Regions from separate parts of the Capsicum annuum genome. Here region 1 is linked to region 2. A link is a contact called in public Hi-C data. All regions are on one chromosome and are shown on one strand. Each heading gives the region's core, a stretch centred on a gene start, on an enhancer-like site or on the middle of the called end of the contact. The rest is flanking DNA. Distances are from core to core; before and after follow the strand shown.

Region 1 (3,018 bases), core at 348-2,847, 46 kb after region 2:
TACTTATATAACTTCCAAAAAAATGTTGACCAAATATGGAACTATGGGAACCTATATTAATTGTTGTATTCTAGTATCAGAGTATATTACTACTATTAGGTAGGCATCAAGAATAGATGTGGGCTGTTGGGCTTAGTGAATGAATAAAGCAAGGCTGATAAAAATGCCTAGTTCCATCTTAGATCCAAAAGTGTCAATGTCCATCACCTTTTTGTGGAAAAGGACACATGAAATGATTATATACGTATAAATAACATAAATACCAACCCTTTTGAAGTAATTATACTTTCTTCTATTTTTTTAATTACTTTACTTTTTTTTTCTATTAATATACATAACGTAGCCGACATATACATAGCATTCTGTGTATATATTAAAATTTTTATAATATGATTAGAGAGTTGGGATTGTTTGTAATATTGAAAACATAAGTTGTGTATTTGTGTAATATTTAGTTCATATTATCACTTCATAATTCACAGGGCACGTGGTATCATGTGATTGCCTGAAGAATAGCTTGAGCCCAATTTTGGAAGACACTGGTTCCACATGAACCTAACTGAGTTGGAACCTTGGAGGGTGTGTTCATCATACGTAAGAATCAAAATATATAAAAATAAATTAATACACACACAAAAAAAAAACTAAGGAAATTAGAACATATAAGATCGTCTAATCTTGTGTTTAGGGAATTCAAGGGCGAATACTAACTCCACTAGAATAGAGAACTTTTTATTTATCTATACAGTATAATATTCATCGAAAAACATATCAATTGACACCCTTGAACAAGGATAGCTCGTCATCGAACACACGTATGCCAAGTAGTGGAAAAGTTGTTAACTTTTAAGCCGAAGAATAAATAGGACAAAACTGAGTTCTCATTGCATATTTCTTTTTTAATGATTCATTTTCCTTCAACTTAGCCATGGTATTGGATTGTCCTGTTCAATAATTTATTACACGCTGGAAACTTCAGAATATATTGAATAACACAATTTTAAGTTTTGATACTTAATTAGTGAGCCAAAAATTATTTGTTGCATTACTTTTTTGTTTTTGTTGCTGAATTTCGAGAGAGTAGGAAATATTTAGTTGGACAAAAGGTATTGAAAAGAGTTTAAAATTGGAATTCTGTAATACAACAACTTGAATTTGGCTTCTCAATAATTTTTGAAGGGAAAGTGACATATCCGAAAACAATTACATTCCCTTACTAAATACATAAAAAGAAGAAGAATTATTATGTATAATATACATATGTTTTATGTATATTCCATAAACTCTCTCATGTTCTAGAAATGTCCATCCTTCTCAATTTATGTGTCAGTGTTGGAGTTTCAACCAAGTTTTTCTTTGATCGAAGTTTTTTTATGTATTTCTTAGATATTTTAAGTTGCTAATTATTATGATTTATAGTACGTTTATATAATTTTCGAACATGTATACTTTGTTTTAATACAATTTTTTATATCCGAATTTGCAATCAAATAGAAATTTAAACCGTGATAAAATGTAACAGAGGGAGTAATATTATGGAGTTATGAGAACCTTTATTGTGATACCATACTATATGAGGCAGGCAATGAGGAGTGGGAGTGGGCCTATTTTGGGGTAAGGGGAATAAAGACGAGGCCATATATGCCCCCTCCCATAATTGTCAATGTCCCTCTTTTTTTTTATTTTTTTTTATTTTGTGTGGAAAAGGACATCATCAAATATTGTGGTAGAGTGATATAAAATTCTTCATTCTTAATTAAAGATTTCGAGTTTAGACTCTAAGAATGAAATCATCTTTTATTGGGAGCGTCTTACTTTCAAGTAGGATGCGAATTTAAATTAATTGAACCACAAAGTGGTGCCAAATATCGGATGAGACAAAATAAGAAGGATGTAAGGAGAAAATTCACATTCTTACTTCACAGGACAAGTGTCATTACGTTGTTGTCACTGGTCTGTACCACAACTTGAGGAATATGCTAGATAGTTTTGTTAGAGGATGAACCTAACCAAGTTGGAATTGTTAAATGGTGTTTGAAGATTTAGCTCTATGCTGACACCAATGCCAAATGCCAAGTTGTGGAAAAGTTGGTAACCTTCTTCCAGCAACAGTTAATTCAAAGAACTATAATTGGAACTCATAATATACCAGAACTTGAATTAAATTGGCTTCTCAATAATTAACTATCCTATCTTGAGTTGTTGTATTACTCATGTTGTAGAAATGTTAATAAAAATAAAAGAAAAATTACACAAACTAGCATCCTTAAGATTATAATTACAATAAATAGCAACACTTCTTTAAAGTTGCAACTTATAGCAAAAGCAGTAATATTTTTCCCACTTCATAGTAATAGAAGAATATGTATTTTTCAGTTGTGCATATGTATTTATGAGTAATACATATATATTTGTATATGTATTTATATAACAACATTTTACTTAAATACAAAATACAATTTGATATTTTTCATAATTATGAAACTGTTGCTATAAAAGTTATAATTAAGACTACAGAATTACTATTTCTCAAATTTTTCCAAAAATAAATCCGTGAGGAGTGGGAGTGGGCCTGTTGGCTAAGGGGAATAAAGATGAGGCCATGCCACTCACCTTTTTGTGGAAAAGGACATAACCAAATATAGTAGTAAGGTAGTAACTAGTAAGTAACCTTACATTCTTGATCAAGGTCTTCTAAATTTTTATAACCCACATAATTAATTTAGGGAAAATTTCAGAAATAGCAATTCTATAGTCTTAATTATAACTTTTATAGCAACAATTTCATAATTATGAAAAATAGCAAATTGTATTTGTATTTAAGTAAAATATTGCTATATAAATACATATACAAATATATATGTATCACTCATAAATACATATGCACAACTGAAAAATACATATTCTTCTATTATTATGAAGTGGGTAAAATATTGCTACTTTTGCTATAAGTTGTAATTTTTTGAAAAAAGTGTTGCTATTTATTGTAATTATAGTGTTAAGGATGTTAGTTTCTGT
Region 2 (2,916 bases), core at 281-2,780:
CAATTGCCGGCCAAGCAGGACAATTTCTCCCGGATATTGCCCAAACTATATCACCTGAACTAAAACCCTCATAACCGAACCTATTCGCTCTCCTCCCTCCCTCCACCTTCACCATTCCATCAATAGCTTCATCAAACTCCTCTGCATCTCCCAATCGCTCATGTAACGATGTTAATGTACTCCGGGAAGTAGAGTACTTCCTCTTTGATCCATTACACCCAATTTCTACTGTTCCATTGGGCGACAACACACGACATTGGTGCTTCTTACTTCCAATTTCACGTCTAGCATTTCTCGAGCTAGCCTTTTCGCTATAGGGATCAAATTCAGGGTCCAAAGCAGATTCTTTAACACTAGTTTTACTCTTCTCTTTCTTCCAATTATCAAGAACCGAATCATTAAACCTAGACGGAAGTACCTGAATGCGTCCGCGTGAAGTCCTCACCAGTGGCGGCCGTGCAGCCTCCTGCACCGAATTACTCCTCTGTTTCGGCATCGAATTCGAGTCCGCCTCCGCCTCACCAGCACAACGCGACACCTCCGTACACCACGACTCCTCCGCCACCTCCGCCGTAGCTCCGCCGTTACCTCCGGCGGCTAAAATTTTCTTAATATTATATCCATTAAATGGAATTATACCGGCGGCAACCTCACCAAGTAGGTGTAAAGGGTAATACCCACTACTACTGTTACTAGTCTTCCGCTTCTTCCGATTATTATTAGAAAAGTCTTCGTTATCATCACCACCCGAATCAGCCATACGACACCGTTTCAAACTCGGCATTACCGTTTTCAAGCTCTTCTTTATTATCATCTCAAACAAACAACAGCTTCCCCAAATTCCCAATTCACCAATCAATTCGAAACCCTAATTTTGACTGAATCAAATTAAACCCAGCAAAAATTGTTCACAACCCAAGTGAAAAAATACAAAGAAAATTCAGCCCAAGTGAAAAGGAGAGAGAAAAATTGAAGTAGAAAACAATCACAACAGCGGGAAAGAGAGAGAAAATGAATAAATAGGAGGAAGAAGAAGATAAAAGTAGAGTGAAATTGAGGAGAAGATCTGATTAGCTGAAAAGAAAAAGGGATCTCTGTTCCAGCAATTTTTCCCAAAACTGTCTATGAGAGAGAGAGAGAGGGGAAATGATTTTATATATTAATTAAAAAAATGTAAAATGTGTGAACATTTGTCAAATTTGACGTGGTGCGGGAATTAATTTAGGAGCATTTTTGGTTTTTTTTTGGGTGAAATTGAAGTGCAAATATAGATGTAGATTGTGTGAATGTATAGATTAGAATGCAAGTTTAGAGAGGAAAGGGAATAAGGATGACTGGGGTGGGGTGGTGGGTGGGTGGGTGGGGGGAGTTGGCGTTAAGAGTAAAGCAAAGCAACATAGTAATACGAGGGAGAAATTTGCTAACATGACCAGACGTGATTGGAGTCCAAGATTGCATTTTTGTTGGAAATATAGTTTGAGACATGGCTAAATTGAAGTCGGCTAATTAACGTATGAAATGTTTTTTTTTTTTTTGGGTGTTGCAGAGGTTGTCTTTTAAGTATTCTTTTGTAAGAATGTTCTCCAAGAAACTTGGAAGAAAAAAAGTGAAACGGATAATTTCATGTTTTATCAATTTTTATTATATTCTTTTTTTTTTTTTTTTTAAAATGGAAATGGGTTCAGAATTTGGAACTTAGAATTCATGAATATGAGATTTTTATTTATATTTACTTTGATTGTGCGTAAAATCGAAGTTCAAGAAAATTTTTAAAGGTAAAATTTTTAAAGGTGAAAGTTGACATATTCTGATTTGAAGTAGCTGCTATTACGTCCATGATCAAAAGAAGCAGGAATAGGGAAGAGATGAATTATTGATTAATCTTGTTAATGTTAATGTTAATTTCTATTTTTAGTAAGTAGTCAGTGAAAAATAATATTAAGAATTTGAAGGTTAATAAATTCAGGGTTCTAATATGGGTCATCGAACTCCTAAGTGTGAAAAGTGCAAGTTGGAACAAGAGATTTTGTTAATGGATTTTTCTTTTTATTTAGTCGGTGGATTGAATTGGGTGTTGAAGAAAGTGGGAATTTTTTGGTAAAGATTGAGACTTTCTGTTGGCTGGTCACTCACCGGAGTTTTTGTACTTTTTAGCTACCGGACATCAATAGTGGAGATGAAGTGTTTCGCTCTGCTATTCTTTGAATTCGCACTAGATAAATTTATTCTTCTTCAATAGCTTGTGAATGGCGCAAAATAAGTTTTGTGTCTCGAGCTCGATTGAGAAAGGAGTCAAATGGTGACATCTCAAGTATTTCTTTTTGAGGTACCGCACTCACTGCATCAATTTTAATCGACCAGAAAGGAGTAGGTGGGATTCGACTTTGGTCTCGATAGACGTTCGGTTTTTCATCTTCTTTGCCGGCGCTCGCTGTAGAGGTTGTTTGGTTTGTGAGAGTTTATTTTGTGACGTGATAGCTTTATTTAGTGACCGTTTGTTCAATTCATTTTTTAAAAAAATAAAAAAAAATTGGATACTTTTAATTTAAGTTATAAATAGGCACCAGTAGGATGGAAATTTGGAGATGAGGGGTCATGGTGGTTTTGTGGTTGGGGTGTTGTCTCTGACTTGTGTGGTGTTGTATAAATAATGGTATTTTGTAAAAAGTATTTTCTGGGCAAACAGTTATTCTTCTTCATCTACAGTTGCTAGGCACAGTGAAATGGTGTTGTCTAGGACTACTCTCATATTTGACGATGGCTGATGGTGGTTTTTATCTTTCCCTAACATTTTTAATAGAAAAAAAAAAAAAAAAAATCTTGTTTGTCTTTCCCTAGTGATGACTCCCTTCTGATTTCAGTTTCCTTGTAAAATTTGTTCTCTTTTTTTTTGCCCCCTCTACGGGCGAGTCTGCT

What was found. Hi-C and Micro-C count contacts between places; a contact is called where the count stands out from the background.
Region 1: a contact with region 2 is called in a Hi-C map of leaf, with 2.4 times the contacts expected there. The contact joins the enhancer-like site here to the promoter of LOC107863129 in region 2. A contact is called at or near these places in 3 of 5 Hi-C or Micro-C datasets (bud, leaf and placenta).

What each region holds. Positions count from the first base shown.
Region 1 is chr3:228,986,619-228,989,636 of UCD10Xv1.1, forward strand. No RefSeq gene overlaps it. Among protein-coding and RNA genes, the nearest start is that of LOC107863127, 27 kb to the right of the region's middle. Within about 2 kb of position 1,598, at least 3 of the 5 cell types and tissues checked have an H3K27ac peak or open chromatin away from gene starts, as enhancers often do. A contact at or near this core is called in leaf, where this site is marked.
Region 2 is chr3:228,940,708-228,943,623 of UCD10Xv1.1, forward strand. It overlaps LOC107863129 (histone-lysine N-methyltransferase ATX4), which reads right to left and starts at 1,531. Exons shown (of 23, transcript XM_047409427.1): 1 at 1-1,531. The coding sequence starts at 814. It overlaps LOC124897084 (a long non-coding RNA gene), which reads left to right and starts at 2,625. Exons shown (of 2, transcript XR_007053673.1): 1 at 2,625-2,916.